Regions from separate parts of the Mus musculus genome. Here region 1 is linked to region 2. A link is a contact called in public promoter capture Hi-C data. All regions are on one chromosome and are shown on one strand. Each heading gives the region's core, a stretch centred on a gene start, on an enhancer-like site or on the middle of the called end of the contact. The rest is flanking DNA. Distances are from core to core; before and after follow the strand shown. Region 1 overlaps Rad52 (RAD52 homolog, DNA repair protein). Region 2 has its middle 21 kb from the start of Adipor2.

The links. Capture Hi-C pulls out chosen DNA fragments and counts their contacts.
Region 1: a contact with region 2 is called in a promoter capture Hi-C map of liver. The contact joins two enhancer-like sites. A contact is called at or near these places in 2 of 115 datasets of contacts at active chromatin or transcription factors (memory CD8 T cells and microglia) and 1 of 9 other capture datasets (liver).

Annotation. Positions count from the first base shown.
Region 1 is chr6:119,914,141-119,917,507 of GRCm38.p6, reverse strand. It overlaps Rad52 (RAD52 homolog, DNA repair protein), which reads right to left. Exons shown (of 12, transcript NM_001166381.1): 5 at 3,271-3,338; 6 at 2,156-2,274; 7 at 1,466-1,541. Among named protein-coding and RNA genes, the nearest start is that of Rad52, 13 kb to the right of the region's middle. Within about 2 kb of position 1,652, at least 24 of the 459 cell types and tissues checked have an H3K27ac peak or open chromatin away from gene starts, as enhancers often do. A contact at or near this core is called in liver, where this site is marked.
Region 2 is chr6:119,408,259-119,411,737 of GRCm38.p6, reverse strand. It overlaps a transcript of Adipor2 not described here. Among named protein-coding and RNA genes, the nearest start is that of Adipor2, 21 kb to the right of the region's middle. Within about 2 kb of position 1,722, at least 21 of the 459 cell types and tissues checked have an H3K27ac peak or open chromatin away from gene starts, as enhancers often do. A contact at or near this core is called in liver, where this site is marked.

The DNA.
Region 1 (3,367 bases), core at 403-2,902, 510 kb before region 2:
TTGGGGCATGTCAACAAATGATGCTGAGAAAGATGGGTCTTCCCAGAACAAAGGATGAGATATGGTTCATGTCTTATACTACTCACAAGAACCAGCTCAACATAAGTTAAAGTCCTAAGTGTAGGACTCCACAAACTCTTATGAAAATAAACAAACAAACAAAAAAACCCAGAAGAAATGTTCCACAACACTGGATATGATGATGATCTCTTGATAAAATACCAAATGAGCCAGGCATTATGGCCCACGTCTTTAGTCCCAGCACTCCAAAAGTATAAGCAGGCGAATGGACCTCAAAGCCAGCCTGGTCTACAGAGTCAGCCTGGTCTACAGAGTCAGTTCCAGGACAGCCAGAGAAACTCTGTCTTGAAAAAAAAAAAAAAAAATTAAATATAATGAAATAAAAATAACCTTAAGACATCCATGGAATGGAGGAAAATATTTGTATGTCTTATTAACAGATAAAGGATTTTAATGTCCAGAATAAAGTACTACTGTAATTTAACAGCAAAAATACCAGATAGCCTATTAAAAATGGCACAGGAATTCAATCTCAGAAAGAAAGAAAGAAAGAAAGAAAGAAAGAAAGAAAGAAAGAAAGAAAGAAAGAAAGAGAGAGAGAGAGAGGGAGGGAGGGAGGGAGGGAGGGAGGGAGGGAGGGAGGGAGGAATTCCAAAATAGCCAGCAAGCTTTTGAAACACAATCCAAAGCCATAAAGAGAACAGACTGTACAGTGGGAACTACTGTGAATATCAGTATGCAGATTTCTCAAAAGAAACAACACAGGAGACACATGATCCAGCACTCACACTGGTGTGTATCTTTCATGACACTGAAGGCTGAGCTTCTAAGGAAATTTACACATCCATGTCCACAGTAGTGACAACAGCAGCCAACAGGTGGACAGACAAGCACAGTGTGGTCCCCAGGAGACTGTCATGCACACACACGAGAGGAAAAGAGGAGCAGAGGCCAACTGGATTCCATAATAGGAGAATGGGGTAGGTGTGAAAAGCCCAAGGAGACAGAGAAGGCAATGATTTATTCTATCAGGTAGATACCAGCTCTCCCTCTCAATTAACTGTGACTCTAGCAGCACCTACTGCACACCACACTCCAGAGGACAGCGCTAAGACCCCATAGGTAGGTAGGCAGTGTCAGAATGGAGGTGTGCACTTCCAAGCCGCCAGAGCTAAGGGAAGAAAGATGGCTGGTCTGAACACGTATGGCAAACAGCAATGGCAGAGGCTCTGCACTGGTTCTGAGACCAAGCCACAGCTCTCTGTCCATGAGATGCAATGGAAAGCCTGGCCAGGACACATCTGCTAGCATTAACCTTCTAAGTCCAAAATCATCAGTACAGATGCTGCCAAACACTGAGTCCTCACTTCTCCTTTTAGCTAGTACAGCAAGGATACACTGGAGAACCTCACGCTGTGACAGCCAGCTCCTCAGTGCAACATACCTGTCGTGGAAGCTTATTTAGTGACCTCAGATAGTCTTTGTCCAGAATACAGTTTCCAAGTGCATTCCCAAAACTCCTATGGTGACAAAGAAGCGAAAGTTCAGTTACAACATCAGACTGGCTGTCACAACACCACAGGGCTGCAAACACAAGAGAGGAAACGGACCCTAACCTTCATTCATTGGGTAATGTCCCTGCACTCTACTAGCTCTGAGGACAGAGCAGTGACATGGCACACAATCTCACAGGGCATCATCTCTAGTGAGCAGTATGGAACTGATGGCGTCTTTAGGAGCTCCAGGTTAGTGGAAGGGTTAGGTTACTGGGCATCTGTCCTCTGCGACTATGGACCACTGGTCTCTTCTGTTTGTTCTTATTTTTGCCTCTCCACCACGATGCATGCTAGTCAATACTGGACTAAGCCCTCTCAAAGCTGAGCCAACCTAAACCTCTGAGTTGCTATATTCAGCCAACTGTTCTAAGAACTGATTGGTGACTTGGCTCCTGAAAAGCTCTGAGCCCTTCCTGGGAGGGAAGGGAGAAACCAAAACCACGTCCCTCAGAGAGCAGGGAAACATGAGATCAGGATGACCTGAGACATCTTTTCCATGCTATTTAGATTTCTGACCCACGTGAATGTGCCACTTCCTTAGAAATGAGAGCTGAAATGAGATGGTGCTCCCTCCTCACCTGAGTGCTCGCTTCAGCCCATCAGTCACAGCCTCCTTCCTGGCCTTCTCCAGTGACAAGGCCTTTGAACGGAGGCCCTCACTAACTCCATAGCCCACGTCCTCATGATAGGAACCATCCTGAAGTAGAAAAGGAGTAGAAAGCTGTAGCTCTGCCCTTGGCTGCCCAGCCTCTTCTCTGACCAACAGCACTCAAAAGAAAGAAAGAAAATAAACAAGCCACCCTGCACGGTGGAAGCAGGACACTGCTGAAGAGCACACAGCACACAGTTTAAGATATCAAATTTGAGAAGTGCTGTCTTGGAGCTGCCTGGAAAGACGCCTGTGCTCAGTGCCAAATCTTTATTATCTAAAGCTTTAAGGTCAATAGAAATTAAACTAAAAAAAAAAATTGTTTTTACACACACTCATACATGTGCACACACAGAGGTGTGGAAGTGCTATGGGGCTATAAATGGAATTTTCAAGCATAAATACAGTAGGACAACAGCAACAGGAAATATGACCTAAGACAAGCCACAGAAACAGTGTGACCCTTCCGTGATAAAAGTACAGCTTAGCCAGACATGGCAGAGCAAGCCCTATAATCCTGGGACTCAAGGTTGGAGGCAAGAAGACTACAGCTCTCTATAAGATTCAATACAAAAAGCTAGCGGGCCTTGAGTAGCACACTCGAGCCTGTCGTCTCGGATGTAAGAGGCAGAAGGAGGAAGACTGTGCTGCAGACACTCAGAGGCCTAGACAGCTAACTGCGGGCTTCTTACCCTTCTATGCTACGACACTTTAACACAGTTCCTCATGTTGTATGACACACACACGCACGCCAAACATAAAGTAGTTTTTCTTGCTACTTCATCACCATAATTTTACTAATGTTATGAACTATAACGTAAATATCTGTTACATTATAGATTTTCAATTGTCAAGTTATAGACACACACACATCAATCTAAACTAAGATCCATCCTTTCTACAGATGAGGGGCAGATGAGCAAGGATGTTTGAATACTGCCTTTCTAGGCACCCTGGCTGAGTCAGATCCCTGGTCTCCACTCTAGACTCCCTCCCACTGCCTACTTGGTCCTCCCAGGAAGTTGTGGCACCCCAGCCCCTCACCTTTAACTGCACCTTTACAAATGCACAGACTCCCACGTAGAACTTGCCATTGTTGAGGTCAACAAAATCTAGGAATGGGAAAGGAAAGTAGTTGGAG
Region 2 (3,479 bases), core at 473-2,972:
GAGAAGCTATCACTATGTAGGCCAGAGGGTGATCTGCAACTCGCTCTGCACTCAGAAGGCCTTTAACTCAGGATGTTCCTGGGTCAGCATCAAGCACTAAGCTTGCAGGCAGACCTACAATCCTGCAGCTTGGTACAGCACAGCTCCCAAGCTCATTTGAGGGGTCAGCTTGAAACTCCACTGCTGGGTAGAGCGCTGGGGTAAGCTGGGGACTCCAGGTTTATAGAGGGGAAAAAAAGGAAGGAGGGAGGGAGGCCCACCGAGACCCCCACTTGTGACACCTTTCTCTAACTAACTTTCTGAAGCCCATCCTTATTTTCTCCATTTGCTTTCTATGACATTGAGAACCCTGGCTCCAGTGGGGAATTTTCTAAAAGGTCGAAAAGTTTTATAAGAAACTAGGTATGGCTTCGTGCCTACATTCTCCTCTCATTTAGGAGACAAGGCGGGGCAGGGGAGGGGGTCTGAAAGATTGAGGCTAGCATTTACCAAATAGCAAGATTCTGTCTCAAAGACATAACAACCACAAACCAACCAGGGGCTGGCAAACCCATGGCTCATGGGTAAAGGTGCTTGCTACAGGCTTATGACCTTGATTTGAAGGTCAACTCTCAAAGGTGCTCTTATAGCTGAGCCTGGGGAGTTCATGCCTTTAATCATAGCTGAGGCAGGTGGATTTACATAGAGAGTTCTAGGACAGCCGGGCTGTATAGAGATACTCTGTCTCAAAAACGGTGGTCCTCCGGCCTTGTGTGTCAATACATATATACAAGCATACCCTTACATAAACGAGTTTAAAACAAATAAGGAAAATTATCTTATAGATAGTTCTCTTAGGTGTACAAAAAGGTATAAATGCTAAAAATTCCTCACAGCAGAGCTAGAATGTCCTAGTTTGCTTTTCATTACCGTGATTAAACACTGGCCAAAGCCAAAGTAGGGGAGGGGTGGACTTATTTGATTTACAGACTGCAGTCCTTCACTGAAGGAGCCAAGGCAGTAACTCACGGTAGGAACCAGGAGCAGAATCTGGAGCAGAGACCATGGAGGAATGCTGTTTACTGACTTGCTCAGCTACTTTTCCTATATGGGCCTGGCCTACTTGCCTAGGGATGGTGCTGCCCACAGTGGGCTTGGCTCACCCACATCAACTGACAATTGAGAAAAATGCCCCATAGACATGCCCAAGCCAATGGAAGTAATTCCTCAATGGGGTTCCCACTTCCCTCTGTGTAGGTTTGTGTCAAGTTCACAAAATTTTGACAGCAAATAATCTTAAAGGAATCTAGAGGCTATCAATAAAGGGACAGAGTACTGCATTTGCCATCTGGAGGCTGAGGAGGAAGGAACTCAATCACATTATGGAAAATTAGCCTAGGCCAGCTAGGGTGGGTGACTGCAATCCTGATACTCTGGAGGCTGAAGCAGGAGGGTAGAGACCTTAAGGCTAGCCTGGGTTACATAGCAAGACCCCCCATCTCAAGCCAGCCAACTAACCAACCAATCCCAAATACTTGAAAAATACCATGAGAAACCTTCACCCACATCTTCTCACCCAGAGTTAAAGCATGGGAGGCTGGAGTTTCATTGCATTTTGACCTTGTGAAAGAGCCTGTCTGGAGACCTGTGTGCCAGGAAAAGGCTTAGCCTTTGAACCTTGAGCAGAATTGGGGCAGAGGGAAACTGTTATCTGGAAGACAGATTATTCTTGCTGTTCTCACAACAGGTTTTGAAATTCTCTGGAGCCATGACCCAACCCCCATTGGCCCCAGCTCTAATCAGCCCCTTTATTTTAGTCTCCCTTTTTGAAACAGTCTGGATGTGAGCCAATATGTCACACGGCTAAGTCACTCTACTCAATCTCTACCAATAAGCTCCAGAGATGGGAAACCTCTGGACTCAGCATGAACCCTATTAATGCTTGACTTAGAAGCACCTATGGAACTCAGATAAGGGGAACATTGAAATATCACCCCATTGATAACTGAACTATCACCCCAATGATAAGGGACAGATCAGGGATAGTATGCTTACTTAGCATGCACAAAGCTCTCTGTTAAAGTTCAAGTTCAGGAAAACACGGAAGAAATGCCAGTCGGTGGTGGCTCAGGCCTTTAATCTCAGAGGCAGAGGCAAGTTGATGTCTGAGTTTGAGGCCAGCCTGGTCTACAGGGTGAGTTCCAGGACAGCCAGGGCTACATAGAGAAATTCTGTCTTGAAAAAACAAAAAAAACAGAAAAGGAGAGAAAGAAAGGAAGAAAAGAAAGAGAGGGGGAGGAAGGGAGGAAGGAAGGAAGCAAGCAAGGAAGGGGAAGAGGAAGAGGAAGAGGAAGGGGAAGGAAAGGAAAGAGCCTAGTCTAGCTGTGTGTGGTATCCCACATTTATAATCCCAACACTCTGGAGAAAGAGCTACTTGGATCTCTATAAAGTCAAGGCCAGTCTATACTATAAAGGGAATTCTTGCCAGCCAGTGCTACATAAGCAATACCTTGTCTCAAAAAAAAAAAAAAAAAAAAAAAAGAGTTACCTAAGGCTATAGAGACAGCTCAGTAGTTAGGAGCACTGGCTTCTCTTCCAGAAGGCCTAGGTTTGGTTGCCAGTACTTAAGTGGTGGCCAACAACCATCTGTAATTCCAGTTTCAAAAAAAAAAAAAATCCAGTCTGTTTTGGTTTTTGTCTAAGGACACCTTTTACTTCACTTGTATTTTATCTGACTGGCAAGCAGGGGACTAACTTGGAAAAGAGGAATGGCGAGAGGCAGGCTACTGTACGAACAGGCTACCACTAGGCTCCTTCCTGTGTTCGTATATGTTATTTTATTTTATTCCTTTCAGATAAACTGTAATGGGTTGTGTGTCACAAGCAGTTGCTGAGATACAACCTCCCACAAACCACAGACCTTCCCTGGGTCTTGTTCCTTGTGGTGAGAATCACAAGCTCTCCCTGGTTACCAAAACTCAGCCAGTGGTGACAGTGGGTTTCTTCCTTTCTGAAAGCACGGCAGGGGTTAGGACAAAGGCTTGAGTGTGTGAGTGCTCGCGTGCGCGCGCGCACACACACACACACACACACACACACACACACTCCCCTTTATAGGTAGTCAAGATTACAGGTTCAAGGAAGGCAAGCTGCCTATTTGACCTGGTGAAGCTGTAGTCAGTTCTGAGAGCACTGCAGTTTTAGAATAGCCTCTACCTAACCAGTGAGGCAAGGAATTAAAATCCCCAAACCCGACACTCACCGAGGTAGGAATTTTGCCATTAGTTTCATGTCAGTGTAGCCTATAGTTTGAGACCCCCCCCAAAAAAAAAACCTGAAAAAAGGGGGTGGAGGTGTAGACTTCTTGTGGAGTGTTTGCCTAGCCTTGGGTTCAGCACCCAGTATCACATAAATAACGGGGTATGTAACCCTGAACATCCCAGTACTTGGGAGGCAGAAGCAGCAGGACTCAATGGCACAGTGAGTTCTGGGGTGGGGGT